2 separate regions of the Sus scrofa genome follow, and region 2 is linked to region 1. Evidence: chromatin contacts called from public promoter capture Hi-C data. All regions are on one chromosome and are shown on one strand. The core of a region is the stretch at or near the end of the contact, and the rest is flanking DNA. Distances in the headings are between cores, read along the strand shown.

Region 1 (6,623 bases), core at 2,402-4,901:
CATAAAGCCACTGAATTCCTGGGTGAGTAAGAATACAAAAAAGAGTTACGGTGCCAGGATAATATTTTTGGTATCAAAATATATTTTTCATGCTATTACATTTGTTTTGAATATTTTAATTACATAGATCAGCTAATGTAAACATCTTAAAACATGGTGGCTTTAAAAATACAGTAATAAGATCCTGTTGGTCTGGAATTAAACCACCTTAATTTAAAAATGTCCTATTTCCTGAATGATGAAAGTTGTAAAGGTGTAGGCTATCTTGCCATACCACACCCCCAAGTGTAATATTGCTGAAATATTTAAAACAAGTTAAGATTTGTTTAGTCATTTTATAATACACATATAAATTCTGCTAACAGTTACTGATATGAAGTTTTTGTTGAGTAATTAGCTAGAAAGTTGAAGAGAAATTTCTTAATGATGTGCCTCTTTGCTTTAAAATTTTTCAGTAAGAGAGTAATTTCTCCTTTCTAGAAACATTTATATTCAAATGTTTTATATTCAAAGAATAAGGACAGCTTTTAGATTAGGACAAAGTACTACAAACTAGTAACAATAGTTACTTCTTTGTCCTTACCTCATTCTTGTGTCTAACTATTGCTCGCATTTTGGTGAGACCTCTGATCTGGTATACTGTATGACTAGAGGGTAGGGTAACGATACATGTGACCTTTGTATGGCAGCTCATTTATCTGAGTATTTCATGTTGAAGCCACAAGGTCGGATAGGTTCTGGAATATAGAAATGGAAGTGATCAAAATATGGCCTTCTTTAAAACTCCTTTGCTGTACTTTACTGGAAGAAGTTTATGGCACAGGTGCCCACTTTTGATGACTTTTTTTTTTTTCTTTTTTTGGTCTTTTTGTCTTTTCTAGGGCCTCACCCGTGGCAAATGGAGGTTCCCAGGCTAGGGGTCCAATCGGAGCTGTAGCAGCCAGCCTACGCCAGAACCACATCTGCGATCTATACCACAGCTCACCACAACGCTGGATCCTTAACCCACTGAGCAAGGCCAGGGATTGAACCTGCAAGCTCATGGTTCCTAGTTGGATTCGTTAACCACTGAGCCACCATGGGAACTCCTGATGACTCTTATCATGATATGCAAATCAAGTCATTTATGCACAGAAATACCTTATAAATTACAAGGAGGTAAACAAATTCATGCATTATTATTATAATTGCGATAATAACAATTTAGGAATTTCTGTTATGAAAGAAGGCAGCATGGAGTAGGGTATAAGAATTTCAGACTAGAAGCCCTGGGCCCTATGAACTGGAGAGAGGATGGGCTCTCCTTTGGGAAGGGAAGGAATAAGGTCATTTTGAGGGAAACTAAGTCTGGGGCCCCAGATTTGGAGATTACCATATTAAGAATCAGTGTAGTTGGTAAATCCTCACACCCTGGATGAGTGGTTTGATTTTATAGTGTTTGCTGCCTGGACAGGACCCACCATGGTGACACAGTGTTAATCTTTAAAAATGAGCTAAGCCAATACATTTGTTTCATTGTGTGGCTCAGATAATGAACCTTAGTTTTACTGAGATAGCTTACTAATTGAAGAGGATTATGCTTAGTGACTTACATATGTAATTAATCAGTGCTTAAATATATTGAAGGAAGATACAATGTTTTATTGGTTCTGGAAAGTCTTTGAAAAGGTGCTAGTTCTGCAGTAAATAAGCCTGAGCTTTAGAATCTTACTGAAAGGTAAGACTCACCCTCTTTGTGCTGTTTCCCTGAACACTCAACAGTGTTTTGGAAACCTGCAGTTATCTAAATTCCCATCAGGTGACATTGTTTAATCTGACATTCCCTCTTTCAAATATGAAAACAGCTCTAAGGACAAACCACCAAGATGCTTTGAACTCTCTTTCTGGTGCTTGGGAGGAGGTTTCCAATCTCACTCCCTTTCCTCTGATGATTTTCCTTGCCACCCCACCATCCCAATACATGGCTTGAAAGGGCCTCTGGCTTCTCCCCACCCTCTTTCAAGGGCTCATCAAAAAAAAAAAAAAAAAAAAAAAAAAAAAAAAAAAAAAAAAAAAAAAAAAAAAGGGCTCATCAGGGGCAGGAGCCTTTGACTTTGCTCAAAAAAAAAACACCTGTCTCATCACTGAGCTTATTAGGCCACCCAGAGTCCAGATGTGTAAAAGTTACTTGGAATGAACTTTTTTTTTAAGTATGAAAATTTAGGTCTCTGATACTGAGAGAAAAAGACTATTGCTTTAAAATAATGACTACACCAATTTCCAAATATTGTGATTAAAGTACGAAAACAGAACACCTCACCTAAAAAGGCTGTGAAAATGTTATTTTACTTTAAAGACAGGAATAACCGAAAGTAACAATAAAAAGGTTTCTTCTAGGCCTAATCTTAAGAGTAAGCTGCTTGTTATACACTAGGCTCATACAAAGGTCTTAGAAGACCCCAAGCCCTGATTTTGAGGACTTTAGAAAGATAAACGCATTTGTTTAAAAAAAAAAATGTGGCTTGCTTCCCTTTTTTTAAATAACCCCTTGCATTCCCTTTCTCATATTGTCACATCATCACTCATCTAAGTTACACTGTATAAACCGCCTTGATATGCTACACACATGCAAAAGTACACAAAGTGGATAAACTTGTACTGCCGATGCTGCCTTAGAAGTATGTATTTAGTAAACATTTAGTTACATTATTTTATTTTTGTGAAAAGCGAATTGATCGACCAAACCTTTCAAACAGACCCACCAGACGATAAATACCACCATATGTTTAATTCACTGTACATTTGGGCATAAACACTTCAATTACAGCTTTGTGTTTAGTATCAAAACCCTTTTCTTGTGTGCGTGTTTTCTGTACAGTTCCTGTGCTCTGGATTACATTTTGAGAATCGCTTATTACAGATAAAGCACCTTTCCAGGTACGCTTCCGAGAAACATATGTATTTATGCACACAAAGGTGCGTGCAGATCTTCTCACAAACACATGTCCATATGATGCCTGCGCCGTACTCTCCGCACACGCTCCCTGCGTGCGTTATGGCCCACCTGCCGCACCGCGCCGTCCGGGTGCCCGGGGGCCACGCCGGCCTACCCAGGAAAGTTTACCAGCAATGCCCCCCTCGCGACGGCGCGAGCATCCCCGCCCCCACAGGGCCTTGAGCCGCGCGGCCAACACCCAGGCCTCTCCGCACCCGGCCGCGCGCCGCGGTGGGGGCGGGGCGGTCCGGGCCCGGTGGCGCCTCGGGGCGCCTGCGGGTCTTTCTTTCTTTTTAAAAGGCTGCGCCGAACCCGCCCAGCCCCCCCAGCGCCACCGCCCCGGGCGGGCGGGGAGAGGAGCGGGGCCAGCAGAGGCCCCCCTAGCCGCGCCGCCACCGCCTCCCCGCGTCCGCGGCGCCCCTCCCCCGCCGGCCCCTCCCCGCGCGCCCGCCCGGCGCAGGCCGCTCGGGTTTGTTTTGCTGCGCGGCCGCCGCCGCCGCCGCCGCCGCCGCCGCCGCGGGCCTCGCGAGCTCATTTGTGCCTGGCTGGTCCCCATTCCTCTCTCCCCAGTGTTGAGTGTCTGAGCCGTTGGCTGCTCCGAACCGTTTGGCTCTTTCCCTTAGTAACAGCTTTTACCTTCTGCCTCAATTCCTCTCCCCGCTCGCGCCCTTCCCCCGCGCGCCGCCTCCCCCCGCCGCCGGCCGCGTGCGCCCCCGCCCCTCCCCCCGCGGCGGGAGCACCTCCGCTCGCCACCTGGGGACCCGCGCCGCGCTCCCCGCCCCCGCCCGCCCGGCGCCCATCCCCCGCGCCCTCCGCTTGCCGGGGTTATAATTGCCTCTCACCCCCCGGAGGGGTTATTTTGGGGGTGGTTGGAGGCGGCGGCGGCGGCGACGAGGGGAATTTCCTTGTGCCTCCATTCCCGGGAGGGGGGAGCGCGTCGGAGGCCACCGTTTCCAGGTAAGCGCCGGGGGCCGGACCCCGGGGTGGGGGCTGCGGGCCGGGGCGGGGGGCGCGGGCGGAGGTAGTTCGGGGGCGCCGGCCGGCGGGGGGATGGGCTCAAGTGGAACGTGCATTTTCAACTTGGCCCTTCGGGGAGCTGGGGGTTTGGTGGGGGAGGGAGAGAAAGGAAAGGCATTTAGGGTGCCCCATCCCCCCTTTTAGCTCTCTCAGGCTTCTTTGAAATGCTCACGTGCCTGCCCACCCCCTACCCTTTCCTGGTCCCGGGGGATCCTCACCCTTATTATGCTGTTGTCCCCGAAAATGTGCACCTCGGCCTTCTCCCCATCTTCCACCCTTCATCCGTTTACACCCCCTTTGTGTGTGAGTGTGTGTGTGTGTGTGTGTGTGTGTGTGTGTGTGTTGTATAGGGGGAGGCTTTCAGGAAGGAATGTGCAGCAAATTGAATCAAGGAGCCATCATGAGGCCGACTCCTTTATAGCCTATTTTTAGCAGGGGAGAGGGATCTCTACTGTGCGTGTTATTTTGTTAAACCTTAGGCAGCAATGGAAATCCGCTCCCCTCCCCCGGCGCGGCCCGGGCCCAGGCGCGGCGACCCCGGCCGGCGTGCGGGGGGCTGCGGGTGGCTGTTAGGGCCGTGCGTCCCGGGCGGGGGCGCGGGCGGGGGAGGGGCGCGCGGCGGCGGGGCCGCACTCCTGGACGTGTTTGTTTGTAACTTAGTGCTTTTTATCGTCTGGAGAAGATATTTGATAGAGCCACTTTGAAGTTGGGTTCAGAAGTGTAGAATTGGCAAAGTTATTGCCAGCTTCCTGGTAAGTTTTGGGTGGCTCAGAGTCACATTATTTTCTGACAGTGTAAAGGCCACGTTGTGAGGGTGGTTTCTTGGTAACTTCCTCTTTGCAACCGATGTCATTTTTTGAACAGAAACAGACTTTTATTTAAGTGAAATATTAATCTGAAATGGCAGTTCAAGGGAAGCCATGCATGTGTTAACGTGTTCAGTATTTTTGGAAGTTCCTAATTTGCTCAAACAGGCATCACTTTGCAGTGGCAACCGAGAATAAATTTAGGTTTGTGAAAATGGTGTTTCACGTGAAATTTTGGTTGTAATGGCTCTTAAAAAACCCTCCCGTTTTTAGGTTATCTAATAACATTGTCGAAAATAATTTGGTGATTAAAATTTACAAAAGTGTTGGAACCTAGTTTAAAACTTGCTCTTTCTCAGTGTCCGGAGTTTACTTAAAACCGTGTACTGTGCAGGCACCAAGGTGAAGAGTTTTAGTACATATGTGATTTTACAGTTGACTGAGGGAAGTTGACTATTGGCTTTCTTGTTTTCCAAACAAGACCCTTATGCTAATCTAAACAAGCTTGTTAATAAAATATGGTGGGTGAAATGATGGGTTATTTTTAGTCGGAATGGTTTGATTTCCCCTCCCCCATATAATCACCCCCCCTTCCCCCGTTTTTCTTAAAGACTCCTTTATCGGATATAAGGCCCTGGTGGTGTTTTCATTTACTTACCTAAAGAAATTGTAATATATATCTTGGTTACACATTGGAAGTACAATGGGTGACTTTTTTGTTTTCCCAATGTGGTTTATTTTCATTTTTGTTAAATAAGATCCATGTTGCTTGGTGTATTTTTGTAATCTTGACTTACTGGGACTGTATGTTCTCACCATTTATAACAAGTTTATAGTCTAGGGAAATAGGGCAGCTTTGTCTCCATGAAAACAGTGTGTAGGGTTGTATCGTGGGAGTTCATGGCAAGCAAGTTTCGGAAATTATCATTGAGCACGTTCTAGAAATAGTTAGCATTTACCTGTGGAGGAGGGGCAGCAGAAGGAGAATAGGCCTGAGAGTGGTTAGGCTCGTGATTCCTGTTTATACTTTTTGCTCTTAAATCAGGTTTTTCTGCTTCTTTGGAATATGATGTTTTGTCCATTTCTGCTGTCATGTACTGTGTGATATATGTAATCATAACCATTAAGTCCATACATAGATAATTACTATTTTTTGCCATTTGAGTAGTTAAAATCAGACCTAGAGGACAAAATACTAAGCTGTGTGGGGGATGAAAATAGTATGCACATTGAAAAAAGTTTTTTTTTTTTTTTATTGTTAAGGAACTTAATTAAGGGACTTACTAATGGCATAAAAATTGTTTCATAGCTCATCACCAGTTTATGATTTTTCTTCCAGCATATATCAACTTTGGTTATTAATATGGGAGACACCCTTGGTAAATGGAATGGCCCCTTTTGAAGGTTGTATTTTTTAATTGGTTGCTTCAAAGAAGTGTTAAATATTTAATAACTTTTACGTATTCTCAACATCTCAATATCAAATTAAGATTTGTCATGATTACTGTGATACATTCCTACCAAGAGATCACTGCTTCCTCTGTACTGGGGGCCTATCAAGCAGATGGGGTAGAAGCTTAACACACAGGGGTTACTGGTAAATAGAAATATGACTGATGGACCTTTTGAATGGCAACCTGTTGAATGAATAATCGGTTTTTATATGGCAGTGAAATATAAGTACCACTTTATCAAATAAGTAGCTGACAGGACTCCTCCTCCAATTTACTCCAGCAATTATTACTACAAAGAATTTTTGACTTGATGCATTTTGATGAAGTTAGTATAAATAATTTGTTGGGTTTGTTCAGTTTCTGTGTTATTTA
Region 2 (6,862 bases), core at 2,154-4,653, 1.9 Mb before region 1:
CCCTAGCCTGGGGACTGCCATATGCCTCAGGTGTGGCCCTAAAAAGACAAAAGACAAAACAAAAACAACCCCCCAACCCAAAAACAAATTACAGGCTTTAAACTGTTTAAATCCTCATAGATTATTTAACAGAATAATAACAATCATGTATTGAGCACAATTAGGTACCATGCTGTGTATATACTTTATTTAATCCTGTAATTTGCAAAATCCACAACTCTCTCTCAAAATTGCTATTATATACCCTTTGTTACCCAATGAGGAAACTGAAGACTAAACTTACATCAGGGGAATACTTAATAAGTGACAGAATTGGGATTTGAATAAAGACCTAACCAACTTTGAGGTCCATGCTTTCAATCCCTTTATTTTAGTTGTGGAAATAAATAGGGAGATAAAGTGATCAAGTTACAGATAGGTGTCAGAATCAGACACCACCTCCGTTTCAGATTAATGCTCTTTCCACAGCAGCAATGGGAAAGTAAGGAACATCAGAAAAAGAAATGCATTGTGAAGTTTTCTCTACCAGGTTTATAAGCTGCTTTTCTTATCACTAAGGTGAAATATGTACATAGCAGGTACAACTTGGCATCATTACTAAAACCAAGATCATCTCATTTCTAGTGGAAAGGAACCTGAGGTACACATACTATTTTTGCTGCTTCACTAAATTCTAGGTATGTCAGCACTACACGTGATATGCTCATACACTTAAGAGTGCTGTTGAGTTTATTGTGCATTTTCCTTATTTGATCTTTTTTTTAGGGGTGCGCCCAAGGAATATGGAAGTTCTCAGGCTAGGGGTCGAATCAGAGCTGCAGCTGCCAGCTTATGCAACAGCCACAGGCACACCAGATCCAGGCCACGTCTGTGACCTACACCCCAGCTTACGGCGAATCTGTGAACCTGAATCCTTAACCCACTGAACGGGGCCAGGAATCGAACTTGCATCTTTGTGGACACTAGTTGGGTTTGTTACTGCTGAGCCATAATGGGAACTCATCCTTATGTGATCTTCACAACAATCCTATGAAGAAGGGCTACTATCAAACCTACCCCAATTTTGCTGATAAGGAAACAAACTCAGTGAAAGTCAAGTCAACTAAGTAGCAGAACCAGCAATGAAAAAACAAGTCTTCTGACTCCCAGGTTTTGAACAACTAACTGCGTACATCTTCTTTGCTAATCACTGCTCCTAGCAAGTCACGTCCTGCTTACAGTTCTTACACAGCCACCAACTGGGAGGAGGAGAATGGAATCACCCAAAGAAGCTGACAACCATGATATTTACAGAAATGGTATCAATTTATATATAATGCCTCACCTAACAACACAAACAGCATTTCTTGAGCCCACTCCCATTAACTGCATTTTAAAAAAATCAAAAAATAAAGCTGTTTTCAAATTTATGCAATAAATCAAAATCTCAAGACTTATTCCTAATGCCTCTTTTGCACACTTCCAGAATTTAAAAAGCTTTATACTTCATGTTCTAAATATTCTACAAGCATCAGAGAGAACACTGAAAACTGTCAGCCAAGCATGCGAAACACTTCAAACTCTTTCAAAAAAGCAAGAAAAGGAAACCAAGAATGGCATTAAAATTAATGTTGCAAGTTGGTATGGATTCAGACTGTCAGGTGAAAGGAATAGGATCACCATGATCACGAAATGTTTGACTCCTATTTCCGGCTGACCTCCTTTAAGCCAGATGGTAAAATGCTTGCTCAAAACCAAAAATCCTTCATCTCAGCAAATGTGTTTAGGTGCCTTTGATATGTATGACTGCCCAGATAAAGAAGTTTGGCTTTTCACTTAAGATGTCATGTAAACATTTGCTCACTTCTCCTTCTTTCATTGGGAAGATTCTGAATATACTTTTCATTCAAGTCCCACCTTACTCACTTCAAAACAACAGGTGTAATATATGTCACTGAAGTAAAATTAATCAAATCCTTAGGATGTATTCATCCAGAAAAACCACTGTTAACACTTTGTGTAGATGTCAAGACATTTTCTCATGTTACAGTATTCATATATATTTTACATTTACAAAAGGAGACCATGCCATCCAAAACATTCATTTTTTTAAAAAGTAACTTACAAAACACTTGTCAGCATCTTTCCATCTGTCATTTTTTTTCAACAATAAGAACGTCTGCATACAAAACACACTACAGATAACAGGCAGTCACCACTTAAATAGTTCAACCTTTCTGAAGCCTTTCGTGCAATGTAAATATTCTCTTCCTATTTGGTATAAACATAAGACAAGCATTTACAATAAAAAAAAAACCCTACAGATTTACCCTAAAGAGTTTTAAAAGCATGTTCTTTTCTACCCTCATTTTGAAACAAGCATATATTTTCCAGATTTTTAAAAGAAATGAAAATAAAAAAAATGCGACAGGAAAACTTGAACTAGTGCCCGCTATATATCCAACTTAGTGTCCGTTCTTGCTTTTCTCTTTGCTAAGAAATAACCTGCTTCAAATAACTCGTGTCCCTAGGTTGTACTGAAAAACAAAACCAAAAGGGGTTATAGGCACCCTAACAAGTGGCTTAGACTACTGGCTGGAGACGTAGAGCCGGGACCTTCGCCTGAAGGTTGCGGTTCTCCGTGCGTGCACAGGATGCGCCGCCGGAGGGTCAAGATGCCACCCAGCAAGGCCTGAGGGCCAGCGTGGCGTTTGGGGCCAGACGCCCGGAGGGGCCGCGCAAGAACCACCGGGACGCAGCCGTCTCCATCTCCGCGCCACGCACCCGCCCCACCGCAGCCCGGCGACTAGCGGGGCTTCCCAAGCCCCGACCCCAAAGTCAGCGTTCAGAAAAAAGCCGCGGGGGGCAGAGGCAGTCTTCGCAGGGGGTGGAACTGCCTTCGGAATGGGGGAGGGGAGCGCCATCCCGCCAGAAAACGAAAGCAGGATTTCAGTTTAAAAGACGCCATCCGGTCTTCCCTGCTCTCTCCCGCAGGAAGCTGCACCCGATCGGCCCGCTCCGCCCTCACACTCACCAGTGCCCTAGGCCCGCCTAGCCATCCCAGGCGCAGCTCCGAGGCGGCGGCAGCCCAGGCGCCCGAGGGCGGGCGGAGAGGCCGCGCGGCCCTGCCCGCGGGCAGCGCCGCTCCGGCCCTCGCGCTCCCGGGCGCTCAGCGGGGCTGGCCCCACTCCCTCCCCGCGCGCCCTACGCCCAGCCCGCTAGGCCCCGGGCCTAGCTCAGAGGCCGCACTCACCGCCTCGCTCCGCGCCTGCGCCGCACACCTCCCAGGTCCGCAGAGAGGGAGGGGAGGTGACTAGGTGAGAGTCAGGGCCGGGGATCCGGCGGCGTGGCTGCAGTACATAACCGGCCTGGGAGGGACCACCGGCCTCCAGCCCCAGGGGTGGCCCGGCGGCCCGCGCCCCCTGCAGGCACCTCCGCGCCTCTGCACGTCCCTTCTGGGCGAGGGACCGCCCCTCCCGAAACAGGCGAGTGATTCCACCCTCTACAATTGCTCCCCGCCGCCCTGCCGAAGGAACTTAGGCCAGTTTGCCACCAGCCCTCCCTCCCTTCCGGAAGAAGTGGGAGAAGCTAAGCGCGCCAGCCGCCCTTTTCCCACCCAGCTCCTCCAGGGGACGTGCGAGAAAGGTCTTGCTCGGGTTAGGCAATGCGTGGGGCCGCCGCCTGTTGGGGACGAAAAGGGCAGCTGTCCACGGAACTAGAGGGTGAAACTCTTAAAAGATAGAGAGTCATTGTTAGGCTTTAGCGGGATTCCCTGACAAAAAATCTTGGTGGAATGAATGTGAAATTATAGTGGACTGGATTAAACTCCTTTTCCGACCTTGGGTTTCTAGGAGCAGATGTAGAGAGGATTAAATTAAGCATAAATAAACTTGTGAACGGGGTGTGGTCACATGTTTAATTTTTTTTGACAAGGAGTTGAGGTTAGCTCCAATTCGCAATTGGTAAAGTGAGTTTGTGAGGGTAAGAGACTAGGTTTTATTCATTTTTGTAGCTTCTGTACCGGTTCAGATAATTAAGTGAATGATGAAGCCCATAGGCATTATTGTGTGCCCAAGGTCAATCTGTCTTTTTATCCGCTCATCCACTGTGCTTTTTCTGACTACCACATATTAACCAAGCAGCCACCGTAACGAAATAATCATAGATCTCACTGATCCCTTCAACTATCTCCCAGGATATAAAGCCATACTTGAAAGAGACCAGTTTGGGATACTTAATTTTTACTGTCTCATAACTTTCATGTGTGTGCTCAGCCCAAATAAACGAATATTTACGAATGCTGGCATGGCCCGAACCAAAGACGAAGAGATTTAGAGGCATCTTTTAATCCTAGTATAGTTTATATCCGGCACGGAATTGCCAAGTTTGTGGAATTTGTAAAGAACCTTGTGTATCCTTCCCTCCTCTGAGGTAGTCAGGCTCTCTTCATCTGCTGAGGTGATAGCCACAAGGGGGCGTTAGGGAGCCATTTTTTAAGGCTTTGCCAGCAGTGGTGAAAACCATGCGCGGATCTTGGGAAGGAGATCATTTTGCCTGCCAGCGCCAATGCCTTCGTTTAACTACCGTCGTGCTCTGGCTGCATGGGACTTTTGATTTGTGCTGGCAGCTGGACATCAGCTCTTGGTTGGCTAAGCCGACTCTTCTGAGAACCAACTAGTAGAAAAGGTACACCTCAACTAAATTTAGCTTTTATTTCTTTCACCTCTCCTCCATCTGAAACAATATTGTAATTTATCACCGGTTTGGAGTAGGGTTTTTTTTTTGGTTTTTTTTGGCTTTTTAAGAGACATTATCCAGTGAAATATTACTGTAACTCCTGAAGTGAACCTGTGTTAAATAAATTACTGGCGAAGACAGTCTCAATTTCTGAGCATAATTTGCCAAAAGTCAAAACACTTGTTTTTTATGAACTTGAATATTTACTCCATTCTTGACTATTTGTATTTCTTTTGTGAATTTTGAGTTTATATCCTTTGCTCATTTTTTTTCCCCAGGCTGTTTATCCTTATTTAAAAAATGAGGTTTTTAGCGTTTTATCTGAGATATATGTTGTATATATTTCTTTCCAGTTTGTTGTTTCTAATTTTTAATTTTGTTAATGGCTTAAACATTTAAAATTGTCGTGCAATCAAGTCTATTAATCTTTTCCTTTACAGGTTCTGTTGTTGGCCTTATGCCGAAATAATCTTTTATTCTACCCAATATCTAGTTGCATTTTTTTACTTTTACTTTTTAGTTGATCTGTAATTTGTTTTGGGATATAAGATGACTTTTTCTCTCTATCATAGTCTTTTTTCTTATTTCTCTCCATCTTGTATAACAGCCTGAAATTAAAATTGTGAGAATAAAATTGCTTCATCTGATGCTCAAATAACCTCGTAAGGCATTCATTTGCAAGCTTTAACTGCACCAGATTGACTGAGAGGTGATTGTTAAAATATAAAGGTCTGTGCTCTATCTCCGGAGTTTGTCATTGGATAAGTCTGGGGTGGAACTGGAGCAGCGGTATTTCTAACAAGTTCTCAGGTGATGCTGATGTTGCTGGCTCAGGATCACAGTTTTAAGAACCACAAGCTTAAGGCTTTCCCCACCGACCTCATATTGGCCAAACAGTACAATACTTCTCCACATTCTACAGATAGCTCTGGCTCTTTCTCATCTGTGTTTCAGCATAATTTCTTACACCTGCAATCCCATTCCTTTGTTTCTATCCTAAGATCAAGCTGACACTTTATCTCTTCTATGAAATCTTTGGTTTTCCTTAGCATAGATCTTGATCACTCTTCAGAGATTTTGCAGTATTTAGTGCCTTGGTCTACTTATTATCAAAGATGCGTTTATTGTGGAGATAGATAGTTAAGCTTTAAGCTTCAAGTCCCCTCAATTGCATGAACCTCTCCTAAGATAAGGTACTTAATTTTGTATTCATAATTTCATTTTTCCTAAATTGGTCTCTTCAATTTGCATAAAATTATGTTCTCACAAAATTGGGCTCCACCCCCTGTTTATCATATTGTCTTTACACAGACATTGAAATCTGGTTTTATTCTAGTCTGTTCCAACTCCCTGCTTAGCACAGTGTCTTGCATAGGCCTCAATAAAATATTCATTGCATGTCTATCTTATGTCCAGCACTGTACTAGGTGCTAGGGATATAGTATGAGCAAGGTGGACCTGGTGCTTGTTTTTCTGGTCCTTACAGTACAGTAGAGAAGATAGGCAATTAAAGAGCACTGGAATGTGATGACTAAACACATATAAAGTAAGTAAAGAGTATGCAGAAGCTCATGATAGGCACCTAGCTTCGTCTAAGGAGGATGGAACAGGTAAAGAATCTAGAGGTTCAGCTTGAGTGAATTGATAAACTCTGTCTTGGCCACCTAGCTTGATGACACTAGTGTAGACCTAACTGGGCTATAGTCCTGCCTCAGACATGGAGCAGCTGCATGCCATAGTCTCACATCCCCAACTGAGACATCTGAATTCCATGATTCTGAGCTTCCTATGCAGCAGAGGTCTTCCAAGCAGCCAGTCCAGGGCTTGCAAAATCTGCAAGCTCATATCTAGCCAGCCAGTCAACCCACTCACACACTTTGCCTCCTCAGAATGAAACAGAGACAGTCTTTTGGCTTTAAAAGACTCCCCGCATTTCTCCTTTCCCCGACCTCATCTTTGGGTGTCCACCTAGACTCTGCTTGGCTATAAAACTCTTTCACTCAGTGCTCAATTTTCTTTTCTTTTCTTTTTTCTTTTTTTTGTCTTTTTGCCTTTTTCTAGGGCCGCACCCGCAGCATATGGTGGTTCCCAGACTAGGGGTCGAATTGGAGCTGTAGCTGCCTGCCTACGCCACAGCCACAGCAAC

What was found. Promoter capture Hi-C pulls out the DNA fragments that hold promoters and counts their contacts.
Region 2: a contact with region 1 is called in a promoter capture Hi-C map of fetal liver, with 4 times the contacts expected there. The contact joins the promoter of ZNF639 here to the promoter of TBL1XR1 in region 1. A contact is called at or near these places in 1 of 5 promoter capture datasets (fetal liver) and 1 of 2 datasets of contacts at active chromatin or transcription factors (alveolar macrophages).

The regions. Positions count from the first base shown.
Region 1 is chr13:115,485,256-115,491,878 of Sscrofa11.1, reverse strand. TBL1XR1 (F-box-like/WD repeat-containing protein TBL1XR1) reads left to right here and starts at 3,651. Exons shown (of 16, transcript XM_021071196.1): 1 at 3,651-3,931. LOC106505748 (a long non-coding RNA gene) reads right to left here and starts at 4,317. Exons shown (of 8, transcript XR_002338112.1): 1 at 4,210-4,317.
Region 2 is chr13:117,367,083-117,373,944 of Sscrofa11.1, reverse strand. It overlaps ZNF639 (zinc finger protein 639), which reads right to left and starts at 3,403. Exons shown (of 7, transcript NM_001244656.1): 1 at 3,380-3,403; 2 at 3,233-3,315. It overlaps KCNMB3 (calcium-activated potassium channel subunit beta-3), which reads left to right and starts at 3,639. Exons shown (of 4, transcript XM_021069862.1): 1 at 3,639-4,665.